Linked DNA regions of Mus musculus: region 1 is linked to region 2. Evidence: chromatin contacts called from public HiChIP or PLAC-seq data. All regions are on one chromosome and are shown on one strand. Each heading gives the region's core, a stretch centred on a gene start, on an enhancer-like site or on the middle of the called end of the contact. The rest is flanking DNA. Distances are from core to core; before and after follow the strand shown. Region 1 overlaps Ipo11 (importin 11). Region 2 has its middle 3.6 kb from the start of Gm41048.

Region 1 (2,821 bases), core at 273-2,772, 1.9 Mb before region 2:
TGCAATCATTCCCAAAGGCAGTGCCGGCTGCTTCCTGCTGATTCCCTAGAAAACTCTGTCTTTTAGTTGTCTTAGGGAAAGAAAGGAGGTGTGCTTGGCACAAAGGCCTTGTGTAGCTTCTTTTCCTACCTTGGGGATTTTATGTAGTGCCAGTCTGGCCGCGTCAGAACGTCAGCCAGACCGGTCATCTGAGCCTTCTCATGAGCAGGGTTCCACGCTTTCATGGTCAGCTTCATACAGCGACCCCACTCTGCCGTCTTCCCCCACTAAAAACTGAACACGCTTGCTCTCTACATACTTTTCTTTATAAACCAGGAAACCCCAGGACCCAGCTCAGGTTTTGGTTGGAAATGAAAAGTCCCAGCCGTGCGCTTTCCTAGCGTTGTTCTGACGACAGAAGGGAAGGGTGCCTTTCTCAGTCTTTAGAGTTTTACTGCTACAGGGTGAATGAGAGCACTGTTACATCTGACCAGCTTATGAATACTGGCTAGATTGTAGTCACGAAAATTTATAAAGAAAGCATGTAAGTTGCTCTTATTTTATTTTCCTTTTATCCAGGCTGGCATTGAACTCACAATCCTCCAGCCTCAACCTCTTGAGTGCTGGAACTATAATTGTGTGTCACCACCCTTGCTGTAACTTAGTTTTTCTTTTTCACTTGTTTGTAGAGATTTTTCTTTTTCTTTTTCTGATGATAAAACATTGTCAATCCTGTCTGATCTTCTATCCTAGAGCTTCCATCCAGCTGCCTTGCAAACGGTAAGCTGCATGCTTGCTGCTTCAGGAACCATAAACAGTCAAAATCCATTAGTAATCATGGTTAAAAACAAACTTGAGTGCTTCAAGTTGCTATAGCAACTTAGTTTTAACTAAAATGAATCATTACCTCACTTAAATTTTGAACAGCTAGTTAATTTGCTCTTTTAAACAATAATTACTGTTTTGGCAGAATTAAGTTCAGAGAATCTCAGAACCTGCTTTAAGATCATCAATGGCTATATCTTTTTATCATCAACAGAATTTTTACAGGTATGTCAGAACACCTTTTGCATTGTTAATAATTATATATTATTTTGGGGTTTGTGTGGTATCAGGAAGTGCCTTTTCAAAGTTCAGATTCGGTCTGATACTTTAGTGCTTAGAGATTTTATTTCCCTGTAAGTATTTCTCACTGTAGGAAGGGCGAGATCAGCGTCCAGTTCCACTGAAGCTGACTACAGAAGATGCACTATCTACGTAACTATATACTCAGCAGTCAGTGTAGCAGTAGCTTACGGCCTATCTTCTTCATTCTTCCTATGAGGGGTCTTACTTGAAAGTGTTTGCTTAGACCTTTAGTACCAATTCTTGAATAATGTGAGACCTTCCAAATTGAGTTTCTTGCCTTTTCAGTATTGTAGCTGTGTTCTTACACATATTGACCTTTGATTGGATTTCAGACATATGCAGCAGGTTTGTGCCAGTCCTTTTATGAGCTGCTACCAGAGATTACTACAGAAGGTCAAGTTCAAGTGCTGAAGGTATTGTCATTTTAAATTGATTGTCATGCTGATATTGGTGAGGCCGAGCCTCCATAGAATGGATGGCTGAGAAAGAGAGAAACTGATTGAATTCTAGCGAGTGTTCAATTTGGCCGAATTCCTTCCTCTGTACCAAAGGCATCAAATTTGAATGTGTGTACAAGTCACCTAGAGGTCTTGTTAAAATGCAGTTTTGGATTTCTCATTTTTTTTGTTTTGTTTTGGCTTGTTTTTATAATTTATTTTTAATAATTTTATAAATATTTTTATTTTATATACATTATTGATTTGACTGCAGGTATGTCTGAGTGAGGTGTCGGATCTCCTGGAACAGGAATTACAGACAGTTGTGAGCTGTCATGTGGGAGTTAGAATTGAACCCAGATCCTCTGGAAGATCACCTGTGCTCTTAATCACTGAGCCATCTCTCCAGCCCCCTGCTAATACGATTGTAGCTGATTGGAATAATGTCTATCCTAAAACCTCATTGGATAGAGATGAGTTAAAAGCCTTTTACCAACTTGTCCTAAACCTAGCAACCTTCAGTGTACCTTAAGTTTTCAGTTGTTTTGATAGTGTTCTAGGTATTCTAGTGGGAAGCAAGCCTCACCATGAGCTACACCCTCACCTTGGCAGCCTGCCTCCCAGACCGGGACTCAGACGTTAGTCTTCGTATGCTAAGCAGCAGTGGTCACTGCTTAGTTAGTCTTAGTTAGTCTACATTTGGGACAACAATTTCACTGACAGTTTTAACTTTAGTATTGAAGTTAGAAGCTAGATTTGTTGGGATCTTGTCCAGTTAAGAGCCAGTATCCTGTGAACTGTATGTATTATCTTTATATGACCTTCTATGAAAGAAATGCTATAACATGAGTATAGTAGCTAACGTATAACTGTATTAAACTATATCATAATATGTATATGCACATATGTATCCATATTTTACATATGGAATTTGAAAGCTGTAGCTGTTAAATGTCTTAATTTCTTAGCTGTGTTTTATATCAAATAAGAGAAGTAAATTCTGGCTAGACAAAGTCTTACTTTTTTAAAACTTTGTTAATTTTTTGGTTTTTTTTTTTTTCTAGACTGGGTCTCACTCTGTAGGTTTGGCTATCTTAGAACTCACTGTGTTGACCAGACTGTCCTCAAACACACAAAGATCCACCTACCTCTCTTCCCCAAGTGTTGGGATTCAAGGCGTGCACCACTATGCCTGGCAAAGTCTTTCAATCTTGACAATTACTTTTTTGTTATGAAAACTATGGCATGGGCTGGTGAGATGGCTCAGTGGGTAAGAG
Region 2 (2,876 bases), core at 172-2,671:
GTAGAATAGGATGGTAAGTAAGATAAGTAACAATAGCTTTCCCCAAGACTATGTTCATTTAATATTTGTTGTCATTCAACCAACATTTATTGAGTATAAGCTATGTACCTACGCCAGCTACGCAGTTTTAAAGACACAGCCTTGTCCTGTCTTCCAGACCTACCTAATGTAGAAGACACAGGGAAGATATTGATATAATGACGACAGCAGATGGGAGGAGGAGATGGAGGTGATAGGGTTTCATGCATTCATTAATCCTGCATGTTTCTCCTTTTCTCCTAAACCACTGGGCACAGGCTCTTACTTCTGCCTCTCCTATAAAACTGATTTCAGAACCATCCAATGCTCCGCTGCTGCTGCTGCTGCTGCTGCTGCTGCTTCTTCTTCTTCTTCTTCTTCTTCTTCTTCTTCTTCTTCTTCTTCGTCCTCCTCCTCCTCCTCCTCCTCCTCCTCCTCCTCCTCCTCCTCCTTGGCTTCTTCTCCTTCTTTTCTTCTAATCTGGGGAAGGGGCTCAGTCTGTGTTTTTTCACAAAAAGAAGATGGAGCTCAATGGCTGCCTGAGAGATTAGTTCGTCAACTAGACACAGATCCTGAATCTTCTAGCAAGTATGACTCTAACCTTGATTATGGCTAAAAATCCTCTTTAGCCAAAAAATTAAATTAAAGCACAGCCTCCACTCCCAGGGAAGCTGTAAGCCTTTCTGCAATTCTCAAAGTCACCTCCTCCACACCCGGAGCTCTAGGTCTAGCCTGATCGTTGCTAATTTGCAAATGAATGGAGTATCTGGACTTCCCCAAAAGAAGCTTTTGTAGTGTGCCTTTCACTGTCTAGACTTTGTTTTCAAGCAGGTCAGTCAACGCCCTTCAGCCTGACTGCAGCAGGTGTGCATCCCCGCCCCCAACAGCTTGCAGGTGGCAGTTATTAATTTTCATCAAGAATTCTAAGTACATATTGTCTTGTCCCTTTGGTCTGATTTGGGAATAAGGTGCGCTATGAGGGCCAGTTAGCCAATGACAGGCAACCAGATCCCAGATCATACCAATCTAAGACAGGGGTACATGCCAAAAGGCAGTGGCCGTTGATATTACACCATAGAGCCATGTTTGTGTGAATTATAACACAAACTCACTGCATGTAACTTCTGATAACGGAATTGGATGGTTCGAGAGGATCTGAGATCCTAAGGCAGGCACGGCCGCCAGCCACCATAATTCCCAGGCAGGACTATGGAGCATAAATAAATTTTATACCTCAGTCCAGCTTTTTATTAATATTAATAACAGGGAGGAGATGTAGCCTCCCAAAAACCTGAAACAGGCTAAGCCAGAACCTGACCTTGCTGCCACTAAGGAGATTATCTAGGGTGGAGCCTTCCTCCCTAGATCACTCTAATGTTCTGCCACCTTGGCTGTTCCTCTTCAAGATACTGCTACCTGCTGAGAGGCCCTGGAGCTATTCTGGAGATTACGCCCTATTCTGCACATCATCACCTGCAGCTGGTTCCAGGCTCCAAGGATGAATTGGCAGGAATAACCTTAAATATCTGCTTCTCTTGCCATCACCTCCCACAGACTGGGATTACAGGGTACACTTCCACACCTAGGTCTATGTAATGATGAGGATATAGCCCAGTGCTTCTTGAATAGTAGAGATATACTCTACCAACTGAGCTACCCCCACCAGCCCTGGGATCCCCATATTCTTTGTGCACTGATATGTCCTGAGCACCTACAACCCTGCTTGGGACATGGTAGGAGCATAATAACATATGTTTACAGCCCTGCTTGGGACATGGTAGGAACATAATAACATATGTTTCATTAAAACTGAGTTTGTTCAACACCACTTGGAAGACAGATTTTTTTTTTTTTTGCATCTGCTATGCGCCATTCTGCAATACAGTACCTAAATATTAAGAGATAAATAAAGGAGACTTGCCCTCACATTCATGAAGCACAAAGAACACTGGAGAGCAGACTCCACCAGAGGAATTGTGATGACCGTTCTCATGGTAGTCAGAGTGTTGTTGGAAAATACACTTGGGAGTTAGAAAAGGCCTCCCTAAGGAAATGGCTTAAGTTAAAACCAGAATGAAATATAAACGGAAGTGGGAAGGACACGCAGAGCATCCTGGACTGAGAGAGCAGACAGGGGTGGCATCAACCAAGTATTGTGCAGGAGCAGTGACTCATTTGTGGCTGGGAAAGGAAAGAGGAAAACCAGATGAGATCACACTTAAATTGAATTAACTGGGTCAGGTAGCAGGGACTGACAGGTTGCAAGGGTGAGAAAGAGCAAATAGACCACTGTCAGCTGAAATCCAGGAGAAGGGAAATGTGGAGCTAGGTTGACTGAGTTTGCCTGGACCACAGGGCTGAGCTCCTAAGGGAGTGCTACGAGAAGAAAGGCAGTTGGAGCAGACATAATGAGAAAGTCTGGGAAGGATTTGTGTGGGATTTCACCATCTTATTTAGTTGTGGCATGTTGACTCCAAGAACTGACACCATGGTAGTCGAGAATATGCTGAGTTTGATCCCACAACCTAGAAGGTCCCGGACACTGTTTTTATAAAGGAATGAAAGACAAAATCTTCGTCGTTAAAATTCAGAGGAGTCAAATGAACCCAAGAATTTACAGTTCACTTCTTCACAGTGAGAAATAGAGCTCTGCCTGACAGCCATGGTTGGTGGCCCTCAGTCTCGTTGCCTTCACACACTCTTTCTCTGGATCTGTGAATGCACCAGAAGGTTCCAGAAGGGAGGTTTCCTGTAACCTTGACAAAGCATTGCTTTTAAGTGGTGTTGCCTGACTGGTTTGTTCTCATAAAGGATTACCATGGCTTTTTTCAGGGAACCAAGTTGCTCTCGTTTTCAAG

What was found. HiChIP or PLAC-seq counts read pairs in DNA pulled down with a chosen protein or histone mark.
Region 1: a contact with region 2 is called in an H3K27ac HiChIP or PLAC-seq map of embryonic stem cells, with 7 times the contacts expected there. The contact joins two enhancer-like sites. A contact is called at or near these places in 3 of 39 promoter capture datasets (the 3T3-L1 cell line, the C10 cell line and liver) and 1 of 115 datasets of contacts at active chromatin or transcription factors (embryonic stem cells).

What each region holds. Positions count from the first base shown.
Region 1 is chr13:106,855,437-106,858,257 of GRCm38.p6, reverse strand. It overlaps Ipo11 (importin 11), which reads left to right. Exons shown (of 30, transcript NM_029665.4): 23 at 950-1,029; 24 at 1,440-1,520. Among named protein-coding and RNA genes, the nearest start is that of Lrrc70, 21 kb to the right of the region's middle. Within about 2 kb of position 1,522, at least 5 of the 459 cell types and tissues checked have an H3K27ac peak or open chromatin away from gene starts, as enhancers often do. A contact at or near this core is called in embryonic stem cells, where this site is marked.
Region 2 is chr13:104,909,751-104,912,626 of GRCm38.p6, reverse strand. No RefSeq gene overlaps it. Among named protein-coding and RNA genes, the nearest start is that of Gm41048, 3.6 kb to the left of the region's middle. Within about 2 kb of position 1,421, at least 9 of the 459 cell types and tissues checked have an H3K27ac peak or open chromatin away from gene starts, as enhancers often do. A contact at or near this core is called in embryonic stem cells, where this site is marked.